Regions from separate parts of the Mus musculus genome. Here region 1 is linked to region 2. A link is a contact called in public Hi-C data. All regions are on one chromosome and are shown on one strand. Each heading gives the region's core, a stretch centred on a gene start, on an enhancer-like site or on the middle of the called end of the contact. The rest is flanking DNA. Distances are from core to core; before and after follow the strand shown. Region 1 holds the start of 9630001P10Rik (RIKEN cDNA 9630001P10 gene). Region 2 overlaps Fam184b (family with sequence similarity 184, member B).

The links. Hi-C and Micro-C count contacts between places; a contact is called where the count stands out from the background.
Region 1: a contact with region 2 is called in a Hi-C map of the N1E-115 cell line, with 2.4 times the contacts expected there. The contact joins the promoter of 9630001P10Rik here to the enhancer-like site in region 2. A contact is called at or near these places in 2 of 39 promoter capture datasets (the C10 cell line and liver), 10 of 484 Hi-C or Micro-C datasets (the CH12 cell line, the G1E-ER4 cell line, the N1E-115 cell line and 6 more), 7 of 115 datasets of contacts at active chromatin or transcription factors (embryonic forebrain, embryonic stem cells, forebrain and 1 more) and 3 of 9 other capture datasets (adipose tissue, liver and pancreatic islet).

Annotation. Positions count from the first base shown.
Region 1 is chr5:45,637,576-45,643,315 of GRCm38.p6, reverse strand. It overlaps 9630001P10Rik (RIKEN cDNA 9630001P10 gene), which reads right to left and starts at 4,041. Exons shown (of 4, transcript NR_102378.1): 1 at 3,780-4,041; 2 at 2,970-3,027; 3 at 1,534-1,715; 4 at 1-155. It overlaps Fam184b (family with sequence similarity 184, member B), which reads left to right and starts at 3,815. Exons shown (of 16, transcript NM_021416.3): 1 at 3,815-4,223. The coding sequence starts at 4,077.
Region 2 is chr5:45,540,346-45,546,868 of GRCm38.p6, reverse strand. It overlaps Fam184b (family with sequence similarity 184, member B), which reads left to right. Exons shown (of 16, transcript NM_021416.3): 9 at 4,504-4,642; 10 at 5,864-6,027. Among named protein-coding and RNA genes, the nearest start is that of Med28, 23 kb to the right of the region's middle. Within about 2 kb of position 3,283, at least 6 of the 459 cell types and tissues checked have an H3K27ac peak or open chromatin away from gene starts, as enhancers often do. A contact at or near this core is called in the N1E-115 cell line, cerebellar granule neurons and cerebellum, where this site is marked.

The sequences.
Region 1 (5,740 bases), core at 2,792-5,291, 96 kb before region 2:
TTCGACATCTTCATCCAAAAGAAGTAAGGAGCAGACTGTATTCCAGGCAGCTAGGAGAGGGGTCTCAAAGCCCACCCCAACAGTGGCACATTTCTTCTAACAGGGTAACATCTAATAGTGCCCTGGACCAAACATATTGAAAGTTCCACAGGTACCTAAAGAAATGAAATTTGGCAAGTGGATATATTTCATTTCCCAGACTTTGGAAAGATAAGATATGTGTGCCATACAACAACTATGGAGAGACATTGAATAATAGGAAAAAACCCTGCTGAATTAAACCAGCCTGCATAATTTAGAGATGTGTTGATGTATATATCACATAGTGTATAATTCTTAAAACAGAAAACTGGAATTGTGTTACATTGGGGAAAAAATTTTGTCTCTATTTCCACAGGAGAAAAAAAAGCTATGGATACTATCAAGATTGATAAAGATGAGATTCAAATAGGAGCGACCTTCTGAATAAGGAGAATCAGAAAGCTTGATCATTCAGTCCAAATGAACCTATAAAGATTAACAAATGCCTTTCACTTAATCAGGAATGAAAAATGAAAAATACAAAATAATAATATTTTCAAATGATAAATTTACCAAAGGCACTCTTGCCTTGCTGGCAGGAAATGAAAAGTGGGTTTTCATAAACCACGTCTTAATTCTTGGTGTTTCTTCACAAATGTATAATGTTAAGATTATATCAAGATACATACACTCAGAATACAGCACAAAAATTTCTGATTACACAGAATTCCAAAATAGCTACTTTTATAAAGGTAAGTTAGTCCTGGTTTTCCTCAAACTTCATGTGAATGGGATCATACACTATGTGATATATTATAGTCACCTTCTTCCTTCCACATTCTACTTCAACATTATTACTGTAATGTATCATATGAATTACCACAATTCATTTACCTTTTACCAATTGTTGGCACTGGAGTTCTTACAAGTTTGAGTTATTACAAATAAAGTTGTCCTAAACATTCTATGTCTTTGTGCATGCGCACACTCATTCCTCTTGTCTTAAACCGAGGCGTCAAACTGACGTCATAAGTGATGTGTGCTTTAGTTGTAGTAAAACTGCCACACACTTTCCAAAGTGATTGTATCATTTTACTCTTCTACTAGTAAGTAACACACAAAACTTCATTTTAGCATGTATCTTTGTAAACGCTTTATATTTTGCTCATTATTTTACACATTCTGGTAAACATTTTCTTTTTATTTTATACATTCTAAGTGGTGTAGTAGCGTCTCAATTTGGTTTTAACTTATATTTCCATGATTATATTAAGCACATTTATATGATTATTAATCATAATCTATATGATTCACATATACTCTTGAAAATACCACTTCTTGTAGAAGAATATTCATTCTTTTAGTCGTTCAATAAATGTTTAAGAACCTAATAGTGGCCTGCTAAACACTATTCTAATCACTGGGGCTTTGGCAGTACGTGAAACAGGTAAGAATTCTTGCCTCAATAAAATTTTATGTTAAAGGTTTTACAGTTCATATACAGAATGTTACCTTTCTTTAAAAGAAGGCTAAGTTATTTGTCACAGTTGTATGTCTATCAAACACATGTGTTTCACCCTTTTGGAGTAGAATTATGAGAAATTTGCTTTTCTATTTAGTGAGAAGCATTTATTGCAAACAATACTTCAGGTCTGTTCCCCCTTTGGGTGTTGGAGAGTTCCATTAATTTGAATCTAGAAAAAGACCAGAAATAAAACTATATTAATGCCAGGTTCATTCCTCCCAGTGTACTCTAAAGTCAAGTGTACACTTTGCAAACCGATCATGTTACCTGTACTGAGAAAACTCTTGTGCCCGACTCTCCTTTTTCCACTGGTTTCCACACCTATTACCACTAACACAATTTTAAGGTGGGAAGCTAGAAACGATGATATTACCAAATAGTTACAGGCAGCTATTTCCAAAATTGTGGTCCTCCTAATGGTCATATTAATATTTTATATAGCCTGATTATATTTTTGCCTTAACACATTTTATTACAAAATGGCATACTCTGTGCTGTTATATTAATATACTTAATGACATCTCAGTGCAAATGTTGCCATTTTGTGACAAGGTGATCTGTTTTTGTTGTTCCTTCGGGAGAGAAGATTGAGAAACTCCGCTCCTGTCTCAGAGGGCTTGGATTTCAGGAGTTCACCACCATACCTAGTCCCAACACACATTTTAAAAAATTGTCTAATTTCTTGATATTAATGCAAGGAAGAAATGAAAGGGATGAAATGAAATTAAATAGTATGCCTTTTAGTATATAAATTGAGTAACTTGATGATGATGTAGTATTCGGGTGCTTGCACGTTAGGAGACTTGCCACCAATGTGGCAAGTGTGTGTTCACTCTCAAATACCAAGAGTCACAGGGCCACTGATGTGATAATCCAAATTAGTGAATATTTTTTTGGTTCAGTATTCTCATTCCATGAAGGCTAATTTTCTTCTCATTTGCACAGTGGTTGAATTTCTGTAAAAATGATATTATTTATATACTAAAAATAGCATTCTATAAAATTTGGAAATAAATAGGAAGCCTGTATTTAATACATGGACTCCTGTGACCCTGATCACCAAAGATTTTTGTCCCACGGAGTTGTGGGATAAGCCTAAGGTTCTCTTGGTTGCTCCTCTGGGTGCTCTGTAATGCCTGGGAGGTAGACAGGGGTTCACAGTTGTGGTATCACTGTCCCCATTTCACACCCAACTGCCGTTTGTAATCACCTGATCAAATAGTTAATTTTTCCCACCTATAAAATGAGTATTGTTATTGGAGGGCGAGAAGTTTATAAAATAAAATATATTAGCCAGGCAAAATCATAATAATGACACTATTGCCACTTCAGAAAAATCTGACCAGGATTCTGTCTTGTTTCTCAAAGTCCATTGTTCAAAACCAAAAAAAAAAGCCAGAAACGATTTTGGTTCTCTACCTACCTGCTTTCCCAGTCTAAGGGGCAACAACTTCAAAACGCAACAAGGTTCAGCCTCGGGTCTGTCTGAGGTAATGGCACAGGTTAGATGAGCTCCTTTGCTTTAACTGGGTAGGCTTGACTTTCCAGACCCATCTGGTGCCCCTTGTAACTTCCTTTCCCACTACCACCCTTTCTAGCTCTTGCAGGACTTTTTTTCCTTGTCGCTACCTCTTTCCCTACTCTGAGACCGAAATCTGGCGATGCCCCGCCCCCAACCCACCCCCAAGTTTCGGTCACTAGTGACCTTTGAGTGGACGATGTGGGGAGATCTCTAGCATCACTGAGCAGGTCCTATCCAAGGTCAGGAAGGGGGGCTTCCAATTCAGTCCCACCGTGTAGTTCTGAGGTTCCAGCTCTATTCCCACTTTGAGCTCCAGATCTCAACCTCCTAGAATCGGAGTGGTTAGCTCCCTCATCCCCACTTCTGCCCTTCAGCATCCCGCCTCCTCTCTTCACCCTCGCTCTAAGCATCAGGGCTGCAGGAATAAGACCCGCTCTCTCATCTGTCCCATCTACTACTACAGGATTTTCTAATATTTTCATTCTGATTTGCCGATCTGCTAGGGACTAAAGCCAGCATTTCTTCCTCTTGGCCTGAGCTATCCACCTCGGGCTGGATCGCTCACAGTGGAGTTGGAAGCTCCAAGCCACCCAGTTGGCCAAGGAGAGGGAAGGGAAAAAAAAAAAAAAAAAACCCTGCCCAGGGCACCGCCCCCACCTCCTGTCCCCCAACACCCCTCAGAAGCTGTCCTCTTGCAGGTATAGCCCGCACCCTCTCGGAAGCATCCGCAGATGGTAAACCTCACGTGCAAGGCGCCAGCGCTACGCTGCATGGTGCGGGTGCCCGTGAGCCAGCTAGCTCGCGAACGAGCACGAGCAGAGGAAGGTGGTGCGCGAGTGGGCCCGGGAAGGAGACACCTCCGGAAAGAGAGCCACGCGGCTGTGCTGGCAGGACTGCAGTGCCACCTCTCTGGAGAAAGCTCTCACGCCCGTGCTCGAACGCACGTGCACACGGCCAGCGGTGAGAGCGCGCGAGTCAGAGCATTTCAGTGCAGGGCTCCTTAAAGCGATGGCATCTGCCCTCAACAGCAAAATTCACCCGCCAGGAACCTGCGCGAGCTCCAAAGCCGACGCCCGCGGTGGCTCGGGCTGGAGAATGGACTGTGATCCGGAGATGCACGTGAAAATGTGCAAGAAGATCGCTCAGCTCACTAAGGTAAGGCGGGGTGCTGCGGGCAGACCAGCTGTGTGCCACAGGCACCCAGAGTAGGGGTGGGAGTGTAGAAGCACCCCAGGGGAGGACCGCACTGAATCCCCACAAACTTTGTCACAGAGACCAAAGGAAGCTGTTCTGTATCTGAGTGAAGTGACCTTCTGGAGACTGCATTTGGAAGCAGCAGACAGGATTCTTTGCCAAGGAAACTCCCGCAGCCTGCTTGCTTAGCAGGTGGGCTGTGCTTTCCCAAGGCTAGAGGGTGTGTGTGTGTGTGTGTGTGTGTGTGTGTGTGTGAGAGAGAGAGAGAGAGAGAGAGAGAGAGAGAGAGAGAGAGAGAGAGAGAGAGAGAGAGAGATCATGTTCCCTTGCCAGCCCTGTTCAAACCTTCAAACCATCATGCCTGGAATGTTGTGATTTTATTCTCTATATCTGGGGAGATCATGTGAGACCTATTTAAACACGATTCATTAATTCCTTCATTCAACAAATATTTGAATCATTTGTTGAGTGCTAGCAGTCTTTCGTGGCATCGTACTAAACCTGGAAGGAAGCCCAGGGGACTTACTGTCAAACTGACTACAGGCATGTGTTGGATCATAAATGGGAAAGGGTAGGATGCTGTGTATGCTTGTGGTAATGGAAAAGACCTTGGGAGGTCAGCCAGCCCATATCCCTACTTCATCTCAGGATCTTGGTTGAATATATCCAGTATGTATACTTGAGATGTTGCCAATGCAGGTTGTTAATCCCTGGCAATTTCCCGGTTAGGAACAACTCCGCACAGATTCCCTCCACATATCTGTAGAGATGTCTTTCCTGCAGGGTTTGAGTAGTTTAAATTGTTTACTTGGTATTTTCCATTTGGTCTCAAACTCCTAGCACAATGCCTACTAGTAAAGACTAGCTCCAGCGTTTGTCCCAGAGTATAATGAATGACATATTCTGATTTCTTTCCTAAACATCTTCCTCTTACTTTCCATACCTGCTTTTCTGAAGGATGGATGAGCATCCTTACCACACTGGAATCCAACATAGGGTGAAACAGAACAGCACTCGCTTTCTTCTCCTGACCTCCCATTGGCCTCTTCATATTCTTTGCACAAGAGCCTGTCTCCAGACAGTCGTGCCACGATATCTAACCCAAAGGTGTCTAATAGCGCCGATCAAAAACTTACTTAAGTTTCTTATATAAAAATGATTTTCGTATCTGAAAAAGCAATTATAGGATCCGACACCTTCCTTGTCTTCAAAAAGCTAAAGTTTTTGTTGTTTGTTGGTTTGTTTGTTGGAAGAGAAGCAAGATTTGAAATAGCAAGAGCAATTAAAAGCACACAACAAGAGCTATGTGTGATACTTCAAGTTATGAGTCCTATGAAAGTGGAAACAAAGCAGGGCACGGCAGTGTGTGCAGAAAGAAGGGGAAAATTATGAAAGAATTATCCTTGACTTGTGATAGTGATGATCTATGGGGTGCCTGCTCTATTTAAAAGATTGAACATCACTTTTATTTTTGTGTA
Region 2 (6,523 bases), core at 2,034-4,533:
TCCATCTGCTATCAAGAAAGGCTTCTTTGTTGAGGGGTGAGAGCTACCTTAACTTGTGGGTTTAAGGATTTGTTTTAGAATGCAGATAGGAATTATGCTGGTTCAATAAAGTTGCAGTAGTAGGTTCTCTTCCAAGATCCATGGCTTCACTGGCCCCAGGTATGGTATCAGTCATGATTTTTCTCCTGTTGACTGGGTCTTAAGTCCAAGGCCCTGGTTACCATCAAGATCTAAGTGCTAGTAATGCACTTTTAGGTACATTTTGACATATTGATCGGTGCTGTATGGTTGTGTGTTTCTGCCTCATTGCTGGGGTGTCTGATCACTACTCAGTGAGGTGAAACACAGAGGTGCTAAGCTACTTTCCTTTTTTGTTGCTGGAGTGCCACACTCATGGGAGGCCAACATGCCGCTCAGGGGAAGAAAAACACAGCCTAACATAGGGGTTCCAGCCCGTGTTTCCCTGGCTGGGAAATGGTGGGGGCTGGGATGGAGGCAGAGTTCTCAAACTTCTGTGCACCTAGACTCCGCACTGCAAGGAATTGGGAAAGGCACTGAGATGAGCCTGGGGTGGGGTAGCTCTGTGTGAGTGCCAGGAGTGACGAGGGGCCTTCTGTGGGAGACTTAGGTGCCCGCCCGCGCCCCCCCTCCCCCGTGGTCCTTCATGAAGGAGACAATGCTTGCTTGTCCAAACTGTGTATTCATAGTGGATGAAGATGCATAGGACTTACTCAGGGTGAGCCAGAGATTAAACACCTTTTGTAGAACGGGATGCCCAGGAAGGGAAGCTTAGTGACAAAACCTTGGGGTACATCTAGAAACCTCATTAGAATGTAGAACTCTGGGTTTCTATGCTACTTGACCAGGTGTCATGGTCCTTTAGTGGGGTGTCATGGTCACATGTTCCAGGACAGGAACCTGGTTGGGAGTAGATTTAAATGCCTCCCTTTTGCAACTATGAGAATTGCCAAGGTTCCTGAATTTGCCTGACCTTATCAGTTCTTATGCCTAGTGACACGGTTCCACTTGCCCCACAGTGTTGTAATCTATATGTGGCAAATTTATAATACTATTAAATTATAGGAGACATTGGTCAGAGTGTGCAATATTAGGGCAACCCATAAAAAGTTTAATCTCAGTATCAATTCTACATCGGTGAACACTGGCACAGTAGAGTGCTCTCCTACACTTTCTGTTTTAGAAGGCACTTAACATAGAAAGGAACATGTGGCAATGAGCATTATGGCACAGAAGGACACCACCAAAGTCCTAAATAATCAATTAGGTAAACAGTAATTTAGGGCCGGGTGGCGGTGGTGCACGCCTTTAATCCCAGCACTTGGGAGGCAGAGGCAGAGGCAGAGGCAAGTAGATTTCTGAGTTCAAGGCCAGCCTGGTCTACAAAGTGAGTTCCAGGACAGCCAGGGCTACACAGAGAAACCCTGTCTCAAAAAACCAAAATAAATAAATAAATAAATAATAATAATAAAGTAATTTAGCTCCTGTTTTTGAAGCAAAACTCAGAATGTTTGGCTCAATACAATAATAGGTCTATAGCATTGAAAAAAATAAAAACTTTAGACTTCTTTCAAATTAAGGGAATGGTATTAGAAGACTTAGTCTCTGAAATAAACTCAATTTTTAAAAAATTAAGTGTAACATATATGTAATAACAAAATACTTACTTTTTTCAGGGCCATAGAGGAAGAGCAGACTTTAAAATAACAGGACCACCCAAATTGTAGGTTTGGGTGGCTTGGGATTTTGTTTGGTTTTGTTTGAGTGGTATTGACTTTAAAAAGGTAGAAATATCAAAAGGATTGCATTGGCCATAATGTTTTGTATAAGAAGAGCCCTTATTGTTTACTTTGCATGCCTTTAATTATAAACTTTTGCATGATGCACAGTTCAGACACTCATTTATATGTAATAATTACCTACGTTATTAGATGCACTAAAATCACCTAAGATTCTAGGAGCCGCAAAAGCCAGGTCTTGCACAATGCCTCTTATCCACTGTGTCCAGAGATGACAATAACCACACAGGCCTGTATGAATGGCATATGTGTGTGCCTGTGCCATGGAGCAGGCATGGGGAACCCTGGAACTGCGATTACAAGCAGTTATGAGATGAGACCTGGGACCTGAATCTGAGTCCTCTGACAGAGAAGCCGGTATTCTTAACCACAGAGCCATCTCTGCAACCTTATATCTTTGTTTTTTAAGCTGGGTTTTATAAATGCATCAAAAACAGACCTGTGTCTTAACAAACACTCATTGTTTAAAGCAGAGGACTGGATTTTAGTTTTATATCCATGTACTGAATGGTGACCTTAGGAATTTTAATAACCTGCAAGCATCATACATAAATCAAACCTTATATGATTTACCGGAACCTTGTAGGATGTACTTAAATATTCTTGTTTTGTGTTCATCTTTCTTCTTCCATTTTGGAAAAGCTCAGCTTTTATCTTAGGACAAACCCTTATTTTCCCATCCAAAAGGCTTTTTTCAAGAACATTATCTTTATAGCTTTTCTTATCAAAAATATAGCTAGATATCTACATTTTCTCTTAAATTTCTTTCTCTCATTCCTAATGATTTCTTTTTAATTTCCTTTCTTAAAATTAGGACACAAAATAACAAACCTATTAATCAAGTTAATTTATTTCATCATTATTATTTTATTTGTTTAATTTTGTTTTTTGAGACAGGATTTCTTTGTGTAGCCCTGAATGCCCTGGAATTCATTTGTAAAACGGGCTGACCTGGAACTCAGATCTTCTTGCCTCTGTTTCTGGTGCTCTGAAATTAGAGGCCTGGCACCAAACCAGGCTTTTATTTACCAATGACTAAAAGAAAGTTTAATTCTAATTACATTTTGGACATAATGTAACAAATTAACATCACCTGTCCACATATTGTTAAATTGTAAAGTTCTTTTTGTGTTAAGTCCTAAACTGGACATCCTTGCTACATGGATTTGTAAGAAGGTTTCCTTTAAGTATTTTTATTTATTTATTTATTTTGGTCAGTCCCAGAATGTTACACTCCATCAAGAGCTGTCCAAGGTAACAACTTCTGGTGGCCTTGGACAGTGAATTATCTTGAATGAGAAAGACAAAGGCAGAAGATAAATTACACAGTTTAACCCCACAATTGCAACTTGGGCTGCAAAATCCATTTACTCCCTTCCAAACTTGGGGAAAAATAGCAACCTCTTGACCACAGATGGATGAGCACAGGCAGAGCGTGTTGCCAGAACATGCCCCCAGGGACCGTTGCCAGAAATAGAGGCATCGCTACTGATTCTCAGTCAACGCTCTGAAGTAAACCAGATGGAACAGGACAGAAAGATGCTTTGAAATCAGAGGCAGGAAATCAGGAATAAAAACAGAATGGGCTACAACCGAGGCCAAAACAAGGAACCCAAACCAAAAAGTATAGCAATTCAATCTGTTAGACAAAATCTGCAGAGAGTGCCAGGAGCCAAGGAGGGGGAAACCCCCAAGTGAAAATACTTGCCATCCTAGAGTTTCTCATCCTAGAACCAAATGCCAACAAGTGCGAGTCCTTGTTATCTCAGTGACAGGTCAGAGAGCCCAGACGTTGATGCCAGTAACCACAGATAGAACTGAATTTCAATCTTTAATTCTCACTGTATTCAGAAAGCCAGTAATCCAGGAAGGTCGCAGGCTAACTATCTTATGTCTCCTCTCCAGTCAGCAGATCACATAGGAGAAGAGGCAGGAAATAATCATTCCAGAACTCAGCCTTGCCCGTTTGCTCAGATGATGAGCCACATGTCTGAACGAACGTGTGTGTGTGTGCTAAGTAGTTAATAACATGTCTATGTAGATACCATAAAATGAAATATAAATGTCTTTATAACACAGAGCATAAAAGTGCCCCATCCATCCTCTCTGCTCCCTGACAGATATAAAAGACAGGGCATGAATGCAGGAAGAAGGAAAGAAGCCGACTAAGGAGGAGCAAATGGAAATGAGGCAGAGAAATGAAGTACAGGTGACGTGAGATCAGAAAAGGGAAGTGGGGAAAAGGGACCAGCAAGAGGGGGTGGGGTATGGAGGGGCAGGGGTAGGGATAAGTAGAGCAGTGGAGAGGAGAAAACAGAATAAAATACATGGGGCTGGAGATGTAGCCCAGTTGGTAGAGTATTCATCTTACATGTTCAAAGCCCTGGGTTCCGTCGCCAGCACTACATAATCAGGATGTTTGATGGTGGGTACCTAGGATCCATTTAGAAGATGGAGACAGGAAGATAAATGATTCAGGGTCATCCTCAGCTACAAAGTGAATTCTAGGCTAGCCTGTGCTACCTAGAATCCTGAAGAGAGAGGGACCATGATGAAAGGCATAACTTTTACAAAAATTACAAAGTGTGTACTGTAGTCAGGCTATTAGTACACCATAATCCGACAAGCCCACCACACAAGAGTCCTGCAGTTTCATGCCTCAGTGCCTTCTGCTTCTGCCCCCCAGGCTGCAGAGTGCTTGAACAAGGACTCCACCGACAGCCTCCAGGCGCACCTGCTGGAGCTCCAAGCCCTAGAGGACAATGCCAGACAAGAGCTGCAGGAGGACTGTGAGCAGATGCAAGTCCAGCAGTCTGGGCTTCTTGGTAAATACCCACTGTCCACCTGGGGGAGTCCAGCCACTGTGTGCTCTACACATGGAAAGTAGTGGCAAGTGGGGGCCCATGGACCACAGCAACAATCCCAGCTCCGTTTCCCACTCTCTGTGAGAGCTGGGGGAGGGGGCATCTGGGCTGCATTTCCCTTTGCTATCCAAATGAATCTCTAATGATCTCTACCTCATAGGGTCATTATGTAGATTAAATAGGATGTGAACTATACCATGTGTTGCAAACATGAGTCCAGTGAACGTGGATTCTGTGGTTAGCACTCAATAGAACACAGATACAAGCCTTGGCTAGGGTTTCATTGAATAGCCTCAATTTTGTGGGCTTTCCATTCCAGTGATATCTGCAAATTAGGGGACTCAGGCATCACCTGACTTTCTTCTGCCTACTGTCCCTAGCATGAAATACATCTCTGGTTCCATTTTAACATCAAACCTACTCTCTTGGTGTTCCAGAAGTTATCAGTGGCAGTTAAGATCTCTGAAACTAAACTAGGTTTCAAACTTAACTCCAGCACTCACTAGCTGTGTGCCTTGAGCAACCTACCATTTGTCCAATGTAGGCAATGATAGTGCTCACCTCATAGGGCTATAATGACTTTAGTGAGTAAACTCCTGACTGATTCTGGTTTTAGGCTGAATCCTGCTGGATTACAATCTACTGCTCTCCCTTGCCACCGTGGCCCAGCCAAGATCCTATACCCAAGGCTAGGAGAACTTCTGAATGTTTTGTCTCCTTAAAAACTGACATAAGCTTCAAGATTCCTGCCTTGAGACCAAGACTTCAGAAGAGGTCCTCCGCCCACTGGACAGTTCCTTGTGTTTCCTTGGTTTTTCTGACTTGGTCCCCAGGCCCTGTGTTGCCTTCAGATCTAGACTAGCCTGACGCCAGCAGGCCATAACCTGCTATTCCTCCTAACTAGCAAGCAGAAGCCACCACAGATGGTTAAAATCAAAGAGGAAACACTCAAAACGTTGACTCCCATTCCACCATTTAATAGCTGTGTAGTTCTTGGTTGCTCACATCTTCTGTTGCTTGTAATGAAATGGAACTGGGATGGTAGGGTCATGGGGACAGCAAGGTGGGGGGGGAGCATACAAACATCTGGTTTCAGGATTTACTGAATGCCCCTTACATCCTCCCGTTGCTTCGGTGATCCTGGAATAAGTTTAGGAATGATCTCTCACTTCTTCCTTCCAGAGTCCCTGAGGCAGGAGCTGACAGAGCAGCGAGTTGCCTGCTGTGAGCATCAGAAGGCCCTGGAGATGCTACAGAATGAGTTCAGGGCGGTGGGGCCCTTAGGGAAGTGGCAGGCCACCAATCAGTGTCCAGGGGACAGAAGAGACCACACCTTTATTACAGAGGTCAGTACCTTGCCTGTGTCCACACAATACTCTTTCTAAGATAACACTAGGCCCATAGAGAACAGGCCCGTATGGATGGATCTGGGAGATAGATCCCTCCCTAGCTGGAAAGAGCAAGACCCTGCTCCCATTCCTCACCCTAGAGGCACTTGGTGATCTGCAGGCTCCCAGCTTTGAAAAGCAGAAAACAAATCTGAAGTGTTGTAAGTTACCTGTAGTTCAGACACATGTTTGCACCTCTCAGCCTCCAGGTAGCTAGTCTGGGTCACTCTTCCAGTCTGTGGGGGAAATATCTCCGAACACTCTCCAGACAAACTCCCTGTTTAGCCCTCAGTCTAAACTGATCTTAGTCTCAGTACTCCAGGAACCTCTCCTTCATTTTCCTGCTGCTCAGGCTTTGCCCGTCAATCCCTTTCCTGTGCATCCCCAATTCCTACTCTAGTTGGCATCACTGGGTCTCATGCTTCAGGTATTAGGGTAACACACAGCATAACTG